3 separate regions of the Mus musculus genome follow, and all the other regions are linked to region 2. A link is a contact called in public HiChIP or PLAC-seq data. All regions are on one chromosome and are shown on one strand. Each heading gives the region's core, a stretch centred on a gene start, on an enhancer-like site or on the middle of the called end of the contact. The rest is flanking DNA. Distances are from core to core; before and after follow the strand shown. Region 1 overlaps Maml3 (mastermind like transcriptional coactivator 3). Region 2 overlaps Maml3 (mastermind like transcriptional coactivator 3). Region 3 overlaps Maml3 (mastermind like transcriptional coactivator 3).

Evidence for each region. HiChIP or PLAC-seq counts read pairs in DNA pulled down with a chosen protein or histone mark.
Region 1: a FOXA1 HiChIP or PLAC-seq map of pancreatic cancer cells shows a contact between it and region 2. The contact joins two enhancer-like sites. A contact is called at or near these places in 1 of 39 promoter capture datasets (cranial neural crest), 1 of 484 Hi-C or Micro-C datasets (the N1E-115 cell line) and 4 of 115 datasets of contacts at active chromatin or transcription factors (cardiomyocytes, embryonic basal ganglia, extraembryonic endoderm stem cells and 1 more).
Region 3: a contact with region 2 is called in an H3K27ac HiChIP or PLAC-seq map of embryonic stem cells, with 5 read pairs. The contact joins two enhancer-like sites. A contact is called at or near these places in 2 of 39 promoter capture datasets (cranial neural crest and liver), 1 of 484 Hi-C or Micro-C datasets (the N1E-115 cell line), 3 of 115 datasets of contacts at active chromatin or transcription factors (embryonic basal ganglia, embryonic midbrain and embryonic stem cells) and 2 of 9 other capture datasets (embryonic stem cells and embryonic tail).

Annotation. Positions count from the first base shown.
Region 1 is chr3:51,915,406-51,918,329 of GRCm38.p6, reverse strand. The region is part of intron 1 of Maml3 (mastermind like transcriptional coactivator 3); the gene reads left to right. Among named protein-coding and RNA genes, the nearest start is that of Maml3, 190 kb to the left of the region's middle. Within about 2 kb of position 1,634, at least 144 of the 459 cell types and tissues checked have an H3K27ac peak or open chromatin away from gene starts, as enhancers often do. A contact at or near this core is called in extraembryonic endoderm stem cells and pancreatic cancer cells, where this site is marked.
Region 2 is chr3:51,738,196-51,740,922 of GRCm38.p6, reverse strand. All of the region lies in intron 2 of Maml3 (mastermind like transcriptional coactivator 3), which reads left to right. Among named protein-coding and RNA genes, the nearest start is that of Gm46803, 32 kb to the right of the region's middle. RefSeq lists an enhancer at 1,067-2,071. Within about 2 kb of position 1,397, at least 105 of the 459 cell types and tissues checked have an H3K27ac peak or open chromatin away from gene starts, as enhancers often do. A contact at or near this core is called in extraembryonic endoderm stem cells and pancreatic cancer cells, where this site is marked.
Region 3 is chr3:51,887,853-51,890,552 of GRCm38.p6, reverse strand. The region is part of intron 1 of Maml3 (mastermind like transcriptional coactivator 3); the gene reads left to right. Among named protein-coding and RNA genes, the nearest start is that of Gm46803, 180 kb to the right of the region's middle. Within about 2 kb of position 1,277, at least 123 of the 459 cell types and tissues checked have an H3K27ac peak or open chromatin away from gene starts, as enhancers often do.

The DNA.
Region 1 (2,924 bases), core at 385-2,884, 180 kb before region 2:
TTTTCTCTATGTAATTTATGAGTAGGTAACACATGCTCACAGAACAAATTCACGAGGTTAAAAACAGTTATCAGGGACCGGGGAGAGAGCCCAATCCATAAAGTGCTCGCTGTACAAGGACCAGGATTTGAGTCCATTCCACAGTGTTAAAGGAGCTCAGCAGGTAGTGTGCGGCTGGAATCCCAGCACCAGGGAGGCAGAGACAATTTAGTCCACGGGGCTCCGGGGTCAGGACTCATAGCCCTCATAATGAGTACCAGGAGAGTACTTGCCTCTTCTCCAAAAGATGGAGACCACTACCTGGGAAAGGATACACAGTGTTGTGTGCTGACCTCCATATGTGTTTCTCTATGTGTACCTGTGTTTCTGAACATGTGTATGTTCCCATATGTGCACACTCATATACGAACAATATCTTGTTCTTCTCATCTTCCAGTTTCCTTCCCTCCCGGCAACCAAGGGTCCTATTTCCCTGTACTTCTGCCAGTAAGACTCCAAGGATATAAATGTATTTGTAGGCATACGCTTTCAGAAGAGTCTAACCATACAGGCTTAGGGTCTGTGTCACTGGGCCTACTTGATCACTTTCTTCTGAAGCCGTGAATCAGTCTCTCACAGTTACAATAACTTCTGTTCTAGAGAAACACTAAAATCCCGGCTGGCTGGCGTTTGGTTGTATCAGTTTGTTTTTCTCTTATGCAAACATGAAAGGTTGAGTGCTCACAGAGGCTTAGAGAGCTCCTCTTCTTGTAGCCCCTGCAGGGTTGTAGAGGGAATCTTGGACTTTGGGGCTCCCAGCTGAGGTTTGGGGATAACCAGGGTCTAGAGAATCCTGGGGAATCTTGTTGGAGGTCTGTGTGTGCCAATCCTGAGGGTGCCATGCCTTCTTTCTGCTCACATTCTTACAGGGAAAAAAAAACTTGCATGCTCTCGGTATGAGGGTATCAGAGAAGGGTACTCTGTTCGGTGGACCTCCACCCACCAGCCTTCACTCGCCACAGTCACGGGGGCGGGGGGGGGGGTGTGTGCAGGTGTTCGGTGAGGAAGGTGGTCACCTCTGCTGGTTACCATTCTGAAGTGCACCTGCTTCCTCTTTATGTCTTCCCGTCACCTGAGAGGACAGTGGGAGGTCAGTGTGCTCCCTGAGTTCCGCTCCTGTCTGTGGGAAGGACACTGGCTGCCTGTCCGGCCCCTTTCTCTGGGAGGAGGGGCCCATGCATTCATGTGTTCCTATGGTGGGGTGCACACTGTATGCATGTGTGTTCCTGTGGTGGTAGGGTACACACTATGCATGTGGAAGTCAGAGGACAGCATTGGCTGTCATTTACCAGCTGCTGCCAGCCTTCTTTTTGACAGGATGGGGAATGGACCTGCTGATACTCTAGGCTGGCTCATAGTCCTAGCCCAAGTTACTTACTTACTCTATCTATCTATCTATCTATCTATCTCAATCTCTCTCAATCCCCCCCTCTCTCTGAGTTATAATGCACACAACCATGACTGATTTAAAATAAATAAATAAATAAATAAATAAATAAATAAATAAGGGTTCTAAAAACCCAGTTACTTACTGATCTCTGTCCGCAACCTGATCATTTCCTGAGCTGCCTCTAGATGACCTCTCTACACTTAAGCCAGGAGGTACCCAGAACAGAGGGCCTCTGACACCCACACATGGCAGGCTGCCTGTGGATCTCTATAGTCCTGTGACAATCAACCTTCCCAAGCTGGAGCTTAAAGCCCCCTTCTGCCTCCTTTCAACGCAAGACTTTGCTACCAAGAATTTTCCTGGTAACCTTCTTTGTTTTTTTTGCTTACAAAACTTTCCTTGCTATTAGACCTGGGGGTTGGGGGAGGAAAAGAACAAACACAAGTCAGCAATAAAAGCTCTTGTTAAGTTAAACATTGACCAGGGCAGCATTCATCAAGCTGCTAGAGTCGTGGCAGCCGTCCTGTTCCTCCCCCACAAACGCAGAAGCAGCTGGAAGGGAAGCCTAAAGTCTAGGAGGGGATGGCTCCCTCCTCCACAACTCTGCCTACGTCAGCCCCTGAAATAGAAACGTGGGGATGGAGTGGTTTGATAGCAAGGAAGAATCTAGAGAGAAAGCAGTGTCATGTGGCCTAAACTGGCCAACTGCTGCCTCCCTGGAGACATGGGGCAGAGAAAAGGATGGAGCCTCGCTCGCCCTGGCATTTCTGCATCTGTTTTCTGGTCCTTGCTGCTTCCATGCTTGCAGTAGCTGCTGTTCTTCGTGTTAGTGCATTCATATCAGCGGATGGTATAAACACTTAGGCAGCCAGCCTGCTATGGAGGAAGCCAAAGCAAGAGAGCTCTGGGCCAAGGTGATTTCCCTACTCTGACTCCCCCATCCCCACCCCCTGGTCTCCAGCCTTTTACAAAGCATAGTGGTTTAAGGTTAGCATAGGATGGAGAGAAAGGATCTGAGGCTTGGTCCAGATCTCTTCTTAAGGAAACAAGTGCTTCCCCACTGGGGCTTAGCTCTGGGAACTGTGACCAAGAGAAACTGGAAGCCCTAGTAGGAAGGGTCTCCAACAAGTGGAATGAGACCTGTAAAACCAAACCTGTGTGTGGCTAGAAGACAGGATCAATCAAAGAAGTGAGGTCAGTCTCCACCATAGTGGAAGGAGAAGGTTATCAAAATGCCATCTGTTAGAGGAACTACCCCTTCAATGTCCTTCTGGCTGGCCCAGAAAACACAGAAGTCCTTGGTGTAAGCACAACAGGACTGGGCTAACCACTGCTGAGCAGGGCAGCTATGAGTCTCTGGGGCACTGTTTGGGTATAGCAACTGACCAGCATGTGTGTCTTTGTAGCCTTCAAACCACAGTCATTCCCAGAGGGCATGTGGATTCAAATATCTCATCGTGAAGCCAGGGGAGTGGGGAGAGACTATCACATAGAG
Region 2 (2,727 bases), core at 148-2,647:
CAGGCAGCTGAAAATCTCAAAAAGCTTTAACTGAGCTGAAGATAACAGGCTTTTAGGGAAGAAAGTATATGTGTGTGCGCGTGTGCGTGTGCGTGTGTGTGTGTGTCTCCGTGTCCGTGTCCGTGTGTGCTCATGCATGAGAGAGAGAGAGGAGGGAGAGAATGAGAGAGAGACAGAGAGACAGAGAGAGATGGAGAGAGAATGAGTGAGACAGACAGACAGAGCAGAGCAGATGTACAGACTAGAGGACAGTCTTGGTTGTCCTTGCTCCCAGCTTGCTTTGAGCAGAGTCTCTTATTGATCACCACTGTAGAAGTCCGGCTAGCTGGAGGTGTTGTCCTGTCTCTGCCTTCCATCTCACCGCAAGTGAATCAAGGTTTCAGGTGCCTTCTAACACATCTGTCTGCCTTTTGTGGGTCTGGGGATCTGAGCTGTGATCTTCAGGCTTGCCTGGTAAGAATCTTATCCACTGAGCCATCTCTCCCAGCCTGGTAGCAGGCTTTTGAGGGAACCCTGGGTGTGATTGAAAAAATGTTGGAGAACAGGATGGCTCCACTGGTGAAATCACTTTGCCACCGAGCTTGGTGATCGAGTTTCCTCCTCAGAAATCTTCAAGGTGGAAGGAGAGAACTGGCTAACCTCCACAGTGCCCCTAAATAATAAATACATGAAAAATGAAATGTTTTTAAGAGTATGTGTATGTGTATATATATGTGTGTGTGTATGTGTGTGATGTGTATACACACACACATACACACACACACACACACACACACACACACACACACACACACATCTACATGATGTTGGATTAGGATGCATGCACAAAGCCCTGGGTTTGATGTTCAGAAAAGCAAGATGGAGGGAGGGAGGGAGGGAGGGAAAGAGGGAGGGAGGGAGGGAGGGAGGGAGAAGGGGAGGGAGAGAGGGAGGGAGAAGGGGAGGGAGAAGGGGAGGGAGAGAGGGAAGATAAGATGTCCACTGTGTTTTGCACAAGACAAAGGATGATAAGAATTATCTAATCAGATATACAGAGAAGATATCAAGAAGAACAAGGAAATAAAGATGTGTTGGAAAGCAAGATGCAAACTAGAGAGAGAATCCCTGTTTCCAGAACTACTTCTCCGGCCTTCCAGCCTTCAGAGCTCCCTGCTCAAGGTTTAAGATGAGAGATTGTAAACCCTGCTTCATCCACATCCTTAGTTTAGCCAGCCAGAGCTTTGAAATGGCAACTAAATTGCCTTTTGGTGAAATCAAATCTTCCCTTACTAGCCTCAAGCAGGGAGGACTCCCTAGCGCTGGGGCTGGCTAATTCGTGCCAGCAGCTCAGGGTCACTCTCCCGGAACCACTGAGGTGAGCACTATTAAAGGGTTACTAGCCTCCTTTGTCGCCTGCAGTTTGTCCTGTAGGGGGTCACCCACTGCAGCCTTTTCTCCCCAGCCTGCCTGCCCGGCAGGAGGCTGCTCAGGGCAGTAAAATGTTTATTACCTGTTTATTGTGTGAGTAACCGCATTCAAGAAGGAAATATTTTCCGGTTTACCTAGGGCAATGAAAATAGGATTAAGAATTCTGAGGGCTGAGAAAGGAGCTGTATAAAAGCCAGAGTCACAGAACATACCGCCTGCAGCCACGAGGAGCCAGGCACCCACCACAGCTCCAGCCCTTTGTTCTAGTCCTGGCCACTTCCTCTCCTGTTCCCAGACTCTGCAATTCATCACCGAGGCTCTAGGGACTGCTAGCTCTCCCCTAAAGGAGAGTTTGGCTCCCATCCCAGATATGGCTATCAAACTGCACCAAAAGACAGGTCGGGGGCCTGATTAACATTTGCACACATATTTCTCTTGCCTCCAAAGGAAGTTACAAACAGCTTAATTTCCAACAATCTTGTAATGTGGAGGTTCAATATATAATATCATATAACCATTTGTATCATCCTCCAACCGCTGTGTGTAGTGAATGCAGCCATCACGGTCCAGACTTAATTCATGTCTATGATTTAAAAATTACTATCGCAAATCTTCAATTAGTTCCCAAACATGATCCTCCCCCAACAGTTTCTCCTCCCAGGATTTTTTTTCTTTTTTTCCCTTTTATCTTTTTTTTTTCTTTTCCTTTTTTCTTTTGTTTTCTTTTCTTTTTTTTTGTGCTGCTAATTCTCTTATTAAGACATGTCTTGTCTTGATCATTAATGGAGCAACACAGGATTTAAATTCTTTTCATAGTTCACAAAATTATTCTTCCCACTCTCTAAAAGTAAAATATGCAACCCTCTAAGTGTAGTCATTCTTACGAGTGGGCTTCAGGATTGAACCCTAATTATTTCTATTGTTCTCTAGGCATTCATTCGTTCATTCATTCATTCATTCATTCGTTCCGCGCTCGGGCTATTATTATCACATGCTTGGACATAGTCCTGAGAATATTCAGTTGTCCTTCAACCCATTCACAGGTCAGCTGCCTTCCAGAGGAAATATGAGTCCCTTCACCCTTAGCTTACAATGCCCACTTAACCCACTCAAAGCCTATTGTCCTTGGGCACCTGTTACCTGCTGAGTCCTCTATCTCATCTTTAGTCATGCTGTGGACCACAAAGTTCAGAAGTGAGTCTGCTGTGTTCCATCTTTGGGCCGGCTGCTCCCTCAGCCTAGGATTCTCCTGCCCTAGCCCTTCATTTGTCTGGTGTCTCCTGTCCTCTGGCCTCTGAGAACTCACTCTGAGATTGGGAA
Region 3 (2,700 bases), core at 28-2,527, 150 kb before region 2:
TTATGGTACACAACATACCCATATTTCCAGGCCTCAGGAAATCATGGAGAGCACCAGTTGGTGGTTTATGTAAAGTGGGCAATACCTGATGGAGCGTCAACAGTCACAGGCATCGACCACGACCATACATCATAGCCTTGAGTGACAAAGGGAAGTGACAGGGTGTGAAGCCTCTCCCATGGTGGCAGGAAAGCCATGCTGTCTGCCTGGTGGAGCCAGGCTGCCTGGTGACCAGCACCCTTCTGGGTGAACGGTCTGCAGTTTTGTCCAAGGCCAGGTCAGAAGTAACAGACAGCTAGTGCAGGTCTGAGGGAGTCCTATGCTACTCCTGGAACTCTGTGCTACTCCAGTGCCCTAGGTAGGCCTCAGGATTGAATGCTATATTCTGAGTGCAGCTGAGCAATCTGCAGATGCTGGATGCTGTCATGGGCAGCAAGGCAGCAGGGATGACCAGAGTCCCACCCCTGCTCCCTGTTCCTGAACCCCTCACTAGCACAGCTTCCTCCTGTACCCATATGCAGGAGCTGCTTGGCAAATGCTGACGACAGCACTTCAGCTCCATCCTGGCTCTGTCCCCTGTGCCAGGAACCTTGGGGAACAGACAGGGATTTGGCAAGATTCCTAGGAAATGGATGGCGCCCCAGTGAGCATTGTGGATAGCGTTCCCCAGTGTTGCCAGACACAAGGCACTGCTGTTTCTCGCTCCTCCTAGAGAAAGGAGGGCCATTTTGGAGCAGGGTTTTAAATGGAATAGAGGGGAAAGCAATCCAATTCCCGGCATGCTCAGAACTTCATAACACAGGGAAGAATTCACCTTCCTAAAACTTCTTCTTGGGTGAGAAGTAAGGTAAATCTGGGGCCTAATTCCCCTGATTTTTCAGACTTAGCGTAGGTAGAAAACAGATCCATTGCCTTATTGACTGGTATCATTAATTCGAGGTTAGGGACCCGCAGGCCTCTCTGGAGCAGGCTCGCCTTCTCCTGCCTGCCTGCATATTACCCCTCTATCATTTTTACTCCCTCTCTGACTCCTTTGATATGGTAATGATCTTGCACAAGAAAAGCCATTTTTATGTGAGTGCTTAAGGAATTAAAGGTGAGAGAGAAGAGGCAGGGTGTTCAGAAAAATGACAGATCGTCATTAAAATCTAAGTTAGTGTAGCCCCTGTGATGACAAAGCAAGCTAGCAGGCCAAAGGGAGCTACAGGGTAGGACAGGCGGGTGCCTCTGGTGAGCATGGGGGACAGTGTTACTAACTGGCTGGCTTAGTGCTCTGCTGCTGATGTGCGCTTGCTCGCGCATTGATTTCCCTCTGCCCTCCACAGACCTGGCTGCAGTTAAGCCTTGTGTCCTCCACGTGATGCTGAGCCGAATCAGATTTTCCTTTTAGTTGTTCGATCACATTTTCCTTCCTCGAGCTTAGAAAGGCACACTTGGGACTATATAGTAATTGCCTCCCCACACCGAACTGCTGATACCTTTATTGGATTGGCATAGGGTTTCAGAGGACTGTGTTTAACAGGCAGTGAGCCGCAGCAATGCAAACAGCTCCGGTGTTTAAACAAGCATCCATTAGGCCAGGAAACAAGGCGATGCCAGACCATTTGGTGCTCTGTAATACTGGTGGCTTGAGGTGAGCTGTGAGCCGGGCAGCTACGCCCCACTTTGGAGCCTGACAGGATGGGCTCCAAGGGGAAACGCAGGATTCCCAGTGTTAGAGATGGAGCCCATTCGCCCCAGGTTTCTAGAAGAGGAAGGTGAAAGGGGAGGGGACTAGAAGTGTTGTGGCTAGGGACACGTGCAAAACTCATTAATATCTCATTATGTTAGAATTGCCAACTCCCCACAGATTGGCTTGAACACCGGCAGTGGCAAAGAACGGACTGGAGGAAAGCGCGCCCCCCCCTCCTTTTTGCAAGCCCCAGCAAGCCCCCCCCCCCCCCCCCGCTTGTTTTGCACCAAGGGAGTGGTGGTGTTGAATTTGTGAGGGAAGGCTGTGAGGAAAACCGCACAGGAGCAATAGCAAGCTGCTTGAGGGAGGGAGGCAGACAGAAAACTGTGGTTTGTAAATACACAAAGTGGCCAGCTTCTGTGTGCCAGCCAGAAGGGGGAGGGGATCCGAGCAAGCCAGAGGCTGGGAAACCCGGCATTGCAGCATCCACCGGGGCCATCCTGAAGCCTGGAGGTGGGGGAGGGGTTAGGACTTGAGGGGAGCAGTGTGAGAAATGGGGAAAGGGCTCTGAACTTCTAAGGGTCGGGAAGAAAATGAGGGGTAAACTGGATCAAAAGGAGAAGAGAGGGCAGCAGGGTCCAGCCAGAGAAAGTTGGGGAACTGTGTTCTCAGGTGCCTCAGTTGAGTAAGTAGAGCACAGAGAAGATTCTAGAGCAGACAGACGGTCTGCCTTGCCTGTTTCCAACTGCAGCCTAACTGAGCCCAAATCAGCCCAGTCTCGATGAGGGTTAAGTACTCCACCCTCATGGTAGCTCTGTGGCCATGCCCTAGCCCAAGCTTAATTCCTGCACAGCATTTATCGTTCATCGGTATACTCCAGGATGCCAGCTCTGGGGTTGGAGCCTTAGAGATGGGAAGTTGGAGCCATGCACCTCAGACAGCAAGGTCCCTGCAGACCTTTAATTTTGCTGTTAAAGGGTCAGCTGTTTCTGTCTTCTTGGATGCATCTGTACCCTCCCTCCCTCAAC